Linked DNA regions of Mus musculus: region 2 is linked to region 1. A link is a contact called in public Hi-C data. All regions are on one chromosome and are shown on one strand. Each heading gives the region's core, a stretch centred on a gene start, on an enhancer-like site or on the middle of the called end of the contact. The rest is flanking DNA. Distances are from core to core; before and after follow the strand shown. Region 1 overlaps Sgcd (sarcoglycan, delta (dystrophin-associated glycoprotein)). Region 2 holds the start of Sgcd (sarcoglycan, delta (dystrophin-associated glycoprotein)).

Region 1 (6,112 bases), core at 2,338-4,837:
GCCAAGGTCTGTATCTACATATCTGTGCCAGTTAGAATGAGAATGGCCCCCACAGGCCAAGTGTTTGAATGTTTAGTCCCCAGTTGGTGGAACTGACTGGGAAGCACTGGGATGCATAGCCTTGCTGTATGAGAAGGTATACAGGCAAGACCTTGATTGAAGCTTTGGCTGGAGCCTGGAAGGGAGTCACACAGACCAGAGGTGATCTGACTTGGTGAGAGGGCAGCTCTTAACTCATTTGCTAGCATGACTTACTCTGGCACTGTACACAGCTGGATGGAAACACAGACAACCAGCTGATATCCAGGATCACAAGGGATATCCTCTGCCCAAGATGTGTTTATCAGAGAAGGAGGAGGTTGGGCTATTGTCCTATACTAAACAGACTTTCAATTAAACCTTCTGATTTTCCCACCTCACTCTTGATTCCAACTTTGTTGGGTATCCCAGAGGCCAGAGATCCTCTGATTTGAAGTATTTTCTAGAAAGTAAAGAAAATGTTTTGTCTTCGAATATGTGAAGGGGAGGAGCTTGTCTTGATGGTTGTTCTAGAGTGGGATCTAAGGACTCATGACTGCCTAACTGGTCTTCTTTATCCAGTCTCCTTTTGGGCTCCTCTCCAGTATGCACAGTGACTTTCTCCACTGGCTTTTAATCTATTTGTATGTCTAGGACATAAGTCACCCTGTTCTACACTCCAACTTCAAAACCTATAAACAACTCACCTACTAAGTCTCACCAGGGCTCTGTTCCATAGGTGGCTCATATCTCTTTTGCTCTTACTGAAAGGCTACAAGCTTTGCCGTCTCAGCTACCTTTTATTACCTACTTAATATAGTTCAGTTGTTACTGATTCTTCTTTGTCTGTTATTGCTTATTCTCTTCTCAATGGCCACAAGACTTCATTCCTTCCTAAGACTTTTTGCAAGAAAACTAGGGTTTGTTCTCATAGCTGTTGGCTTATGTTTGTAGAATTACCTTATACCATGCCCATCTTAGGAGAAAAGTCAGTCAAAATTGTGTGTAAGTAAACAGCAAGCAGTTGCTAGTCTAGATACCAGGAACTTATTTTACATATTCTCTGTATATGAATTAGATACCTGGCTTATGTCAGATCCTATACCAGGCTCTGGAGAATACGAATAACCTTTATTTTTGAGAAGTTCCCAACCCAGGAGGAGACCTAGTGAATGCCAAATAACTATAATAACAATGTGGTATCAATGTAATGGAGACTTGGGCTCTCATGGTAGGAGACACACAGGTTTTAATATTTGCACTGAGTCAAACCCAGATCACTAGCGTCTGTTTTGATAGGATGTAGTAGCCTAGTGTTTCTTATCTGGATAATCCTGTACTGTGGTATATTTTCCTTGCCTGGTGAGGAGCTAGCAATCTGTTCTGAAAATCATATCAGGGAAAACACAAGATAGTACATAAACCACTGGCACACTTCGTGAAGGCTCTCTGAACTGTGTGTGAAGTTCAGAGGAAAAGAAGCAGCTGCTCTCATACTGGGGAGATTCCTCCCAAGGAAAGTCAGGATGTCTTTTTGATTTTTCTTCCTCACACAAAGGCAAGAGGAATCACAGCTGCTTCTGTCTAATGCTAAGTAGGTGTCATGGGATGCTGGCTTCTTGGAACAAAGGTAGAGTGTTATATTCAGGGTGGGACAGATTTGGACTTTAATCATGTCTCCATTCTTCAATAACTATGTGGCTCTGGGTCAAGTACTTCTTTTTGGGCCTCAGCTTCTGTATGTATGAAGTAAGTTTCAAGGCTATGGAATACAGTGAAAGAAACAAAATATGTATAAAACCATTCTGGCACAGTAAAGAAGACAATAGAAAAATACCTTAGAAGAACACCTTGGAGCAGTGGTTCTTAACATTTCTAATGCCATGACCTTTTAATGCAGTTTCTTATGTTGTGGTGACACACAACCATAACATTCTTTCATTCTTACTTCATAACTTTAATTTTGCTACTATTATGAATCGTAATGTAAATATCTGTTATAAAGGATATCCAATATGTGATCATCAAGGGCATCTTCAGCCGCAGGCTGAGAACAACTGCCTTAGAGAAACTGCTGATTCGAACACAGAAGCAAGGAATCTAAAAGCTGAGCCTAGAGCAATACTCATGCCTGAAGGGATATCTTCAAAAACACTATCAAAACCCAAAACACCTTCATAATGGGAGCCTGTCAAAGGGACATGGGGGCACTGAAAAGCACTGACCAAATTAAAACAACACAAGAAATAAAATAAGGTCATACTGGATTATAAACCTGAATGTAGAATAAATATTCATGCTCCTATATAACTATACACAACTGAATGGGTAAGTAAATTGTGAAGAGTGAATTGCAGATAATTTACATAGATGAAACATATTCTTAAAACAGACAGAATTTAATGATTTCTTCGGAGCCAAGAAGACTGATAAACAGGCTGACAGCCAAGTGACCAAGGTCAAGAACATCAACAGCACTAAATCATATTGATAGCAGGTGTCATGGATATACTGTAAGAAAAACAGCATACAAACTCAACAGTGGTACTTTTGCTCGATCCATGACTTCCTCTACTCAGAAGGCAAGTCTCAGTTAAAGCCCATCTCAGAAAATGTCTGACTGGTACTTCTCACAATTCTCAAGGTCACCAAAACAAAATGTCCAAGAAACTGCCAACAACTAGAAAGAGACATGGGAGATGTGGGAACCAGATGCATCAGGATGTTCTTGATGAGATCCTGAAGAGGGATGAGGGACACTGGCCAAGAATTAAGCTGAAGAAAGGAGGGTTTCTAATTAACAACAACCTATCAGCACTGGTTTGGTAATTGTCGCAAGATGTTTTTATTGCTATCAGGTGTGAGTAAAATAGTCTGGCTGTGGAGTAGATAGGAACAGTGAACACTCTTCAGGGCTTTTCTGCAAATGAAGCTAAAAGCAAGTGGGTCTTATATGATTGGCAAGTCCTAACTTCTAGGATTTCTGAAGAGTCCTTGCAGAGACATCTGTCCCTATGCAGGTAAGCACAGTATTATGCTAAAGACAAGTGATTCCATTCTTTGCTTGATTTGTGTTAGAAAATTTCCCTTTACCCAACTTTTTCATAGTATTAGATATACTAGAATTATCTCTGGGAACTCTTATAATTGGTCCCTCATCTGAGCTCCTTTATGGATAATTATTCTTCCCTGGTCAGTTAACAAGAAATCAGGGAGGTCAGAAACTATTGGCTCCTTTGCAGTAGCTATCATTCCATATAGTCTCATAATTAACACTGAAACAATTCAAAATCTTGTTATGTCCTAGAAAAGAAAACAGTACGGTTGCAAACTAGACTCGTCATTGGCTCTTTTCTAAGTGGTTATAAGTAAGTTTTTCTTCTGTATGTCCCAAATGTTTGTGACATCATCATTCTTCAGGAGATACTTTATGGAGATATCACTTAAAAAGCAAATATTTAAAAACAACACTTTCAATTTTGCCCAGGGTATTTTTTATAACTATGCTTAGACAGATTGGTATTGTTTTGCAATGTCTTTCTGGTATTGAATAATGAAGCTATCCTCTGACTCATTTGCTCAAAATAAGCTGGGAAACAGTCAAGTTATCCCAGCCCAGCTCTCTAGTTCAGCTCCTCTGCTATGTGCCCAAATTTGGGTGCATATTAGTTTCTATCATCACTTGCTGCTGACGAACTGTTCTGTTTCAAGAATTCCTTCCAGGCATCATGGCCACATGTCAATGTAACATGGAGACAGCCAGTTCTTCTGGTACCCTGTAAATCCCTGGCATCCATTAGGCTTTCAATAAATGTTTGTTGAATACCTGAATGTGCAAACCAAACTAAGAGTCAACAGAGAGAAACTGTTGTCAATAAATGAAGCAATCAACAGAAGTCTAACAGTAACTGGGTTTTACAAGGCAAGCCATTAAGCACTGAGTAATAAGATTGTTTGAAAATGGGAACATGAGCAATGGGGAGGTAGTAGCATTATAGACATTTATTTAACAAATATTTGTCCACCACCTAATTCATTGCAAGGAACTGTAGGGCTACAAATGATATTTGAGCTGCCTACATTCTGGGTATCCAGAAGCCACAGCACAAATCTTTACCCCAGAGTCTTGATAAGATAAAGATAAAAGAATTCCTGAAAACTCAGGAATATGAAGCACATATGCAATATGTGGTGTCAAGTGACTCATCTTTCCGCCGCTCTGTGTCAATAAATTCTACTAATATCCTCACAGCAACTTTGAGGTTCAAAGTGCTATGCCAAGTGCTAAGCAGGTGGCCTTTGATCCTTGGGAGCTCACAAGTCTACTGGGAGAGGGTAAGTACTAAACTTAGATCTCCATAAATAATAATGCATTTGTAACTTCAGTGTGTGACATGAATGGAGAACTCAGAGGAGATATTGAATTGAGGGCTCATGGAGAGACACAGCTTTACTCAGGCTTTTAGGGGAGGCCTTTTCCTCCATTATTTTTACATACAGAGTATTGTGCGTGTTTCACAAAGACTGTTATTTCAAGTATATCTAATGCTCTGACTATACTCACCCTTTTCTTTAGATTCCTTCCTCTCCCCTGTCCCCAATTGCTAGTCTCTCTTCTATTCTCCTTTGTGATTATATTTGTATGTACACACACACACACATACACACACACACACACACACACACACACACACACACACACACGGTTTTATATAACTATACAAACTTTAACGTTCCAGGAGTGAAAGGAAATATGATTCTCTGGGATTAGACTTCTTTTGTATATTATGATGTTTTCCAGTTGCATTTATTTTCTAGCAAGTGACAGAATTTTTTTTTAATGGCAGAATTGTGCAAGATGCCACATTTTCTTGATCTATTCATCTGTTGATGGGTACCTTCCTAGGATGATCCCATATCTTGGCTACTGTGAACATTGTAGCAATGAATGGATAGATGAGTACTTCTGTGGCCCTTGACCTGTATACCCAATACTGGGATAGTTATATCATTGTAAAACAGGTCTTTTTCAAGAACCTCTATATTTCTTTTCTTTACTTCTTTTTAATTTTTAAGATTAGCAACAGTGTACATGGAATTTTAAAGCAAAGTATGTTTTAGTAGGTTCTCCTGAACCTCTCTTTCCCATCCACTTTGCCCTCAAGGAAAATGCTATCAGTCACCATACTGATTTTCATAGTACCTAGACCAATTTACATTCCAGTTAGTAATATTTAAGAGCACACCTTCTCCTGTATCTTTCCCACGATTTGTTTTTTATTTGTGCAATGCATGAGGTGAAAAGAAATCAATGTAGTTTTAATTTGCATTTTTTTGATTGTTAAAAATACTGAATATTTTTTATTTTGCATACTTATTGCCCATCGACACTTCATCTTTTGAGAATGGCCCATTCATTTTATTATCTCATTTATTGACTGCATTGATTACTATCTTCGTGGTGTTTTAATTACTTTCCTATTGCTGTAACAAAACTCTATAACCAAAGCAACTCATTAACAAGTTATTTAATTGGGCTTATAGTCTCAGAGGTTTAGAGTTCATGGTAGTAGATCAAAGGAACTGCCAAGTGCTCACATCTTGATCTACAACCAGGTTTCAGACAGGCATACTGGGAATGCTGTGCATCTTTTGAAACCAGAAGGTTGGCTCCAGGTAACACATTTCCTTCAAGAAGGCCATACCTTCTAATCCTTCCTGAACAGTTCCACCCACTAGGAACTAAGTTATTTAAGTATATGAGTCTATGGAGGCCATTCTCATTCAAATCAGTAAAAGTGTTTTCCTTTACAGCTCTTTACATATTTTATATATTGATCCTTTGTCAGATGTATAGCCAGTAAGATTTCATCTGCAGGCTTCCTCTTCAATTGATGTGTTTCCTGTGTTATGCGGAACAGATATTTTGAAATCTTGGTATTATTCCTTGAGTTTCTGGAGTCCTTTCTGGCAAGTTTTTTTTTCTATGCCTTTATTTTGGAGTGTATTTCCTGTATTTTTTTCTAAGTTTCAAAGTTTCAGTTCTTACATAAAGGCCTAGGATCAGTTTTGAAATTCTTTCTGTATGGGATGA
Region 2 (6,112 bases), core at 1,999-4,498, 240 kb after region 1:
TGTCAGGAACAGCATTTGTCAGGAATGTCTTCTGTTGGCAAACATATAATTCCCTGGATGTGGGCCCTTGGATTCTCAAGCTTAGATTAGCAAAGATCCCATTGGAACTCCTTCTCCTAGTTCAAAAATCTCTAGGTCTCAGTCTGTGAGTTAAACTTGCCTATGCACTCGCCCTTTGAGTGATAAAACCCCACTTTCTGGGCCTCCAACAGCAGATTGACTAATGTCATGGCAGTTCTTGGCTTTTAGAGTGTTATTAGATAATGTGTATAATAAATCTATCAACTATCTGTCTGTCATCCATCACCTACCTATCCATCATTGGATCTGTCACCAATTAGCTATCAATTCTAACTATGTATCTCCTTAACTATTCCTTCTATGTATCTATCATCCATCTTTTCTACCATCTACTTATCTCTCTCCAAATCTCTGTCTCTGTAACTAGCTACCAATCTATTTATCTATTATCTCTCTGCCCTCCCTCTTGTCTGTCTGTTGATTATCTATGTATTTTATCTTCTTACCTAGCCTATCTATTTATCTTCTATTTATTTTATCATTATCATGAATTTAGTCTACCAATCATTTATCTCCTTTCTCTATCTCTGTGTCTTTCTGGACCAATATATATACTATCACTTCTCTCTGCGATATCTATCTATCTATCTATCTTCTAACCTAATTTCTATTCTTTCTCTCTCCACATCACACTTTGTGTCTTTGTCTCTGTCACCTGTCTTCTAGCTACCCTTTATATCTCTGCATCTATCACAATCTTCTCTCAGTCCTATATCTCTGAAGAAAAAAAAGAACATTTATTTTTGCTCTAAAAAAGCTCATATAGCATCATCTTCTTTTTCAAAACTTTGTTTTAATAAAGTAGGTCTAGCAGAGCCTGGAATAGCTACATTCCAGTAGTGACTTGTTCATGTCCACCTGGTCCCTTCACTCAGTGTTCCTGCAGGAATAGCTCTGCAAGGAATACAGGCTAAAATAAGGCCCCAGAAGCCTCTTCTCTCCTGCTTCGGAAATCTGAGCCCTCTGGGTAATGCTATTCTTACAAAATGGGCTTTCTGATTACTTCCAGAAGGCATTGCAGGGTAGGCTGACCATAATGTTTCTCCTTGTGAGGAAGGTAAAACAGCCTCCTGCACTGAGGCTGTGAGTTACCTTCATGGGAAGGCCAGCAGAGCAGTGTCTGGTAGATTCTATTAAGTGTGCTAATTTCCTAGGCAGAGATCTCCCTCTGTGCCCCATGTTAATTTTGCCCAGCTCTGTCCTTACTGGGTCCACCTCTGTATCAGATTTCTTTTTCTCTGCCTCTTTCTTCCCCGGACTCCTCCTTTCAAATTACAAGAGAGTTTGAGATTCTCTCTTGAAAAGAGAAACTACAGTTTCTTCCCAGTTTGGGCACTGCTCCGCACGAGCACAATCCTGCAACCCAGAGTTGCTATGTCACGCCTCTTTCTGCAGAAAGCTTGACACGTACTAAATTTAGAGGGGGATGACATTCTAGATCACTCTGTCTCTGTTACTGGCAGTGGGTGCCTGGCTATGGTTCAGCTTAGTTACTAATCTGCCCGGGCACCAGAAAAGAGAGCCATGGTCCAGCTTGACTTCTAACTGCCCTCCCTCGCCTGTAGGGAGTCCTGAAATTCTTTAAGCTGCCCCACCCTGCCCCACCCTACCCAACTCTACCCCTCCTGAAACAAGGATGAAGTTTATAAGGAAAACATGTGTGAGCCACAGCTCAAGACTGAGAAAGCCAGCTGTCAGTCATAGAACCGATTCCATCCTCCAAAAACAAAACTATGAGCAAAGTACCAGCTGCTAGTCTGAAAAGTCTATCCCCAGCATGGACTTCTGCTTTACTCCTCTTAGGTCCAGGATTGGAGAAAGTGAGACATCTCAACATCTACCCCTCTCCATTCAGTACTAACAATAGCCTCTTGGACCCGGACTTAAACTCACCCCGTCTTCTAAGAGAAGCAACCATAAGGTCTAGTGGCTCTGTGCTAATGACCTAGTATTCAAGGACTTTCCTCTGTTTTCCCTAGGCAGGCTCTTGCCCAAGTCTCCTCTGGACTTGCTATGGACTGATCACCAAGTTAGCCCTAAAACTGGATGGATGAGCTTTAGTCCAAACTTGTCTGAGCTGAGCTAAGCTCTTAAAGATAGTAACACTGCATGGCTTGTCTTCTAAATACATACACAGAAAGGAGCAATGTAGTAGTCCCAGGAAGGCTATTTATTATATGTATTACAATATAGTGTATATGTATTACAATATAGTGTACATATATGAGAAAGAACAAAAATTGAAGAGGAAAGGCAAGATTCTCTTCTGCTAAAAACTAGTCAACATTTTTAATGCACTGGTTTTAGGGAAAAATAAAACGGAGCAATCGATAGAACATTCACACTATTTGCCTCTATTCTTAACAATGATTTTTCAAAAATAAATGACTGTTTTATGCTATTGCTCTATTATCTGTTATAAAATATAGAAACATTTACTAAACTACAGGTTATTTCTTCCACCAAGTAAAAGGCAGAATAACAATCCAGCATATTTCTACACAAATATATTACTGCTACTCAAACCTCACATAAGAAAGTCAAAGACACATTCGAAAATTAAACACCAGGAAGCCTTACACACATCTGTTCCTACAAAAAAAAAAAAAAAAAAAAGTGTATTCCAAAATAAAAACTTCCAACTCTGATTCCCTCCAAAAGCAGAGAACGGTTTCCTGCTTGGAACACCCCCTTTAAAAATCCCTGAAGCATTCAAAACCGGAATGTCTTCATGGGAGATTATCTTTGCAGTCAAACGAGTGTCCCGTGAAGCAGAAAGGGAAACTTCCAGAGCGCTGGAAGAGGGTGTCAACACAGGAATCCACACACTTTTCCTTCCCCAGTGCTGTTAGCTGTGCAGTGCTAACTTTCAAAAGTGCCTGGGTGCTGTTGAAACTCAGATCTTAAGGGCCCTTTGCGGGCAGACAAAGCTTAGAAGCACCCAGTCCCTCTGCCCAGGTGATGAGCTGAAATGTGTTCATTCACACGTACACACGCGGCCTCTCCCCACCCCTGAATCCCCCAGTGTTGGTGAACGAACAGCAGACAGGGCTCAGGAAGCTAGGCTGGTAAGGCAAGAGCTGCACGGTCCCCTACCTCTCTTGTCTGTTTCACAGAGTGGCGGATGAGAGTCCCCCGTGGTCCCGGGGAAAGCTGAGAGGCTCTGATGGAGGCGGCCACTCAGCCCGCCCCCGTGAGCAGGCCCTGCCTGCGCTCAGGAGCTGCCCCAGTCAGATTTTCCAGCCGCACAACTGCAGCCAAGTCCCTGCCCATGCCTGAAGAATTTCCTGAACAGCATTCCCGCTCTCTCACTGCCTGCTTTGAAACCCTACTCTGCCTCTACTTCGATCCGGTTTTGTCAAGCTGACTCCCAGCTACTGGGCTGTCTCCAGATATCAATGGGAAACACGTGTGTCAAACACAGCCTAGCTTTCCTTGCAAGAGCGCTCATGGCGTCTGTCGGCTGGGTTCACACTCACAGAAAGAAGGCTGCTTCTAGAAACTGGATTTCCCAGACATTCTGTACACAAACTTTGCTCTGGGTACTAGATGCAGTAGACATGCCATCCCTCCCTCCCCCGACCCCCAGTTCAACATTGTCTCTTTGTACCTTGCCTGTTCCACGTGGATTGTGGAATTCCCCCACTGCCTGGGGTAAGCCCCCTGTGTTTCCCTCTTCCAGACCTTAATAACAAACCGACTGCAGCGAAGAGATATAAATTCTAACTCCATCTTCCTCTCTGGCCCTTCCTAAGTTTTTGCTTAAAATTTCAGTTGCTGGGGAAGCAATATTTTTAGCATTTCCAGTTCCGTCCTCCCAAGTTGTCTCCTCCACCTGATTCCTGCTGCATCTATCTCTGCAGCAACTAAAAATAATGCAATTATTTTCCTCAGACACTTCTGATACTTTTTGCTCTAAAGCTGTGCAGGTAACATGGTACTGGCTGTAACGTTTTACATGCTGTGACAACTCTGTTAAAGTGACAGGAAAAGAAAAGAACCTGGGACCAGAATGCATACTACATCTGTGAAGCTGTAATTTTCTCTTTCCTGGGTGGCATTCCCTCAAGATGTTGTGGGTACCTCCTGCTGGGTTTTGTGGTCTACCTTTGACATTTTCTCTTTCCTATCATAAAAAAAGGAGACAAATCTCAAAACACATGTGCTTCCAAAGGGAAGCTACCTATATCTGGTAAGCCAAAGCAACGTTTTCAACTTAATGTTCCAGAAAACAGGTTAAAGAGAAACATTTGGTGTATGAGTTTTGTTGTTTTGTTTTGTGTTAACATTTAAATCACACACATCAACATTTTTCTCTTTCTTTCCTCCTTCTTTTCCTCCCTCTTTGTTTGTTTGTTTGTTTGTTTCTGTCTTCCCATTTTCTTACCAGATTTAAAAACTATTTATATGTTCTTGAGTGGGCTGCTGTAGATCTTAGAACTCACTGGCGTTCAGGGTTTGGCATCAGATTGTGTTGAATCTTCTCAGCATAATTAAGTTTTTGCCTTGGGAAGCATGGTGGGCATTCCTGCAAGCATGCATGCCAGTGTGTGTGTGTATTCAGGCACATGTGGTGAGACACACCCATACATCTGAGGTCATGGTATAATAATTATAGAGCCAGAGAACTTAGAGACTGTTCAATACAAATAGTTTCCAACCTTCATCTTACACAGAGAAACCCAGGCCTAGGGAGATGAGATGATTCATCCGGAGTTGCGAAGACAGTTATTGCCAGAGCTGATGCTGGCAAAGGCACCCTGTGTCCCTGTCATGTGTGCTCTTTCTACTGTTGTGTATTCTGGGAAGGTTATACCACCCAGCTTTCAGGTGAGCAGCCTTCAATCAATTCTGAGTATAACTGTTTCTCTCCTCTAACTAGCGGTCCCAGCTGTAGGTTCTAGTCAATTTGTTTAAATACTTTGGGCCTTGGTTTTTGTCAATGGTGAATTAAAATTAATAATTCTACCTTATAGGAGTAGTTACCCATTTATTGAGGAAAATCCAGGTGACTGACACATTTACAACAGTGCTATAAATCACTTAAGTTTCTTTGTTGTTTTGGTGGAGTAAAACCTAGACCCCCCCCTTCTTCTTTTTTTTTAAATCTGAATTCTGTCGCTATTTTCTGCTGTCTCAAGAGGGCATATCAACTCAAGCACAGGAAACTGCCCCGATGTTTAAGTTGGAACAATAAGCCAGCCATGCAGCTACTCTTCATTCATTACCAGAGCACGGGAGTCTTTCCTCCAGGTTAACCCGTAGGAAAGGCACAGTGAGAATCAAATCCATAGTGAGTCCTGGGAGGCTGAACCAAGAGCTGTCCAGAGACTTCGACTTCAGCACGAAGCTCAGAACAATAGTTCACAGTTGCAATGCCCACATTCAGAAACAGCTCCATCCCCAAGGGCCAGCAGCAAGGTGAAATCCCCACATGGAGAGAGAAACCATTCAGAGGAAACAGCTGCTACAAATCCTAAAGAATTGGATGTTTATTTGTGGATTTCTTTCTACTGCCTTTGTCTTAGTGGTGACGGCGCGCGCCCAGTGCTTAATTAAGCTGTGTGCCGCTTCCTCCAGCAGAATGAAAGATGGAGTTTAAACAGTTCTTAATGTTGAGTGGTTTACCAATGTTTAAGTTATTAAAGACAGGGCAACCCACTGGGAAAACAGGCTCACAGTTTTAGGTTCTTAATTTTTATATGATGAGTGTTGTGTAAAATAACTGGGGGGGGGGGTGTGTGGCTAGTGTAGCACCCAGTAAATGTTTAAATTACCTAATTGCAGCTAGTGTTTAATACTCCAGGGTTCCCTTCGCAAAGGATGGTAGAACTCATTCCTCAGTCTCCTTCTCTTGAGTAGTTCTTGAGTAGTCCTCGATTACAGCAGATAGAATTCATTCAAATTAGCCAAAAGGAAAAAAAAGGGGGAGCGGGGTGGGGAATGTACTAAATTAACAACTGTGAGTCTGCATGCAGTCCTGAAGCATGAGAAGAGCCAGGAGGATGCTGTCAAGGTTTTGCCCTCTCTT

Evidence for each region. Hi-C and Micro-C count contacts between places; a contact is called where the count stands out from the background.
Region 2: a contact with region 1 is called in a Hi-C map of adipose-derived mesenchymal stem cells, with 1.9 times the contacts expected there. The contact joins the promoter of Sgcd here to the enhancer-like site in region 1. A contact is called at or near these places in 2 of 484 Hi-C or Micro-C datasets (the C2C12 cell line and adipose-derived mesenchymal stem cells) and 1 of 115 datasets of contacts at active chromatin or transcription factors (embryonic fibroblasts).

The regions. Positions count from the first base shown.
Region 1 is chr11:47,135,789-47,141,900 of GRCm38.p6, forward strand. All of the region lies in intron 3 of Sgcd (sarcoglycan, delta (dystrophin-associated glycoprotein)), which reads right to left. Among named protein-coding and RNA genes, the nearest start is that of Sgcd, 240 kb to the right of the region's middle. Within about 2 kb of position 3,588, at least 5 of the 459 cell types and tissues checked have an H3K27ac peak or open chromatin away from gene starts, as enhancers often do. A contact at or near this core is called in adipose-derived mesenchymal stem cells, where this site is marked.
Region 2 is chr11:47,376,077-47,382,188 of GRCm38.p6, forward strand. It overlaps Sgcd (sarcoglycan, delta (dystrophin-associated glycoprotein)), which reads right to left and starts at 3,249. Exons shown (of 8, transcript NM_011891.5): 1 at 3,178-3,249.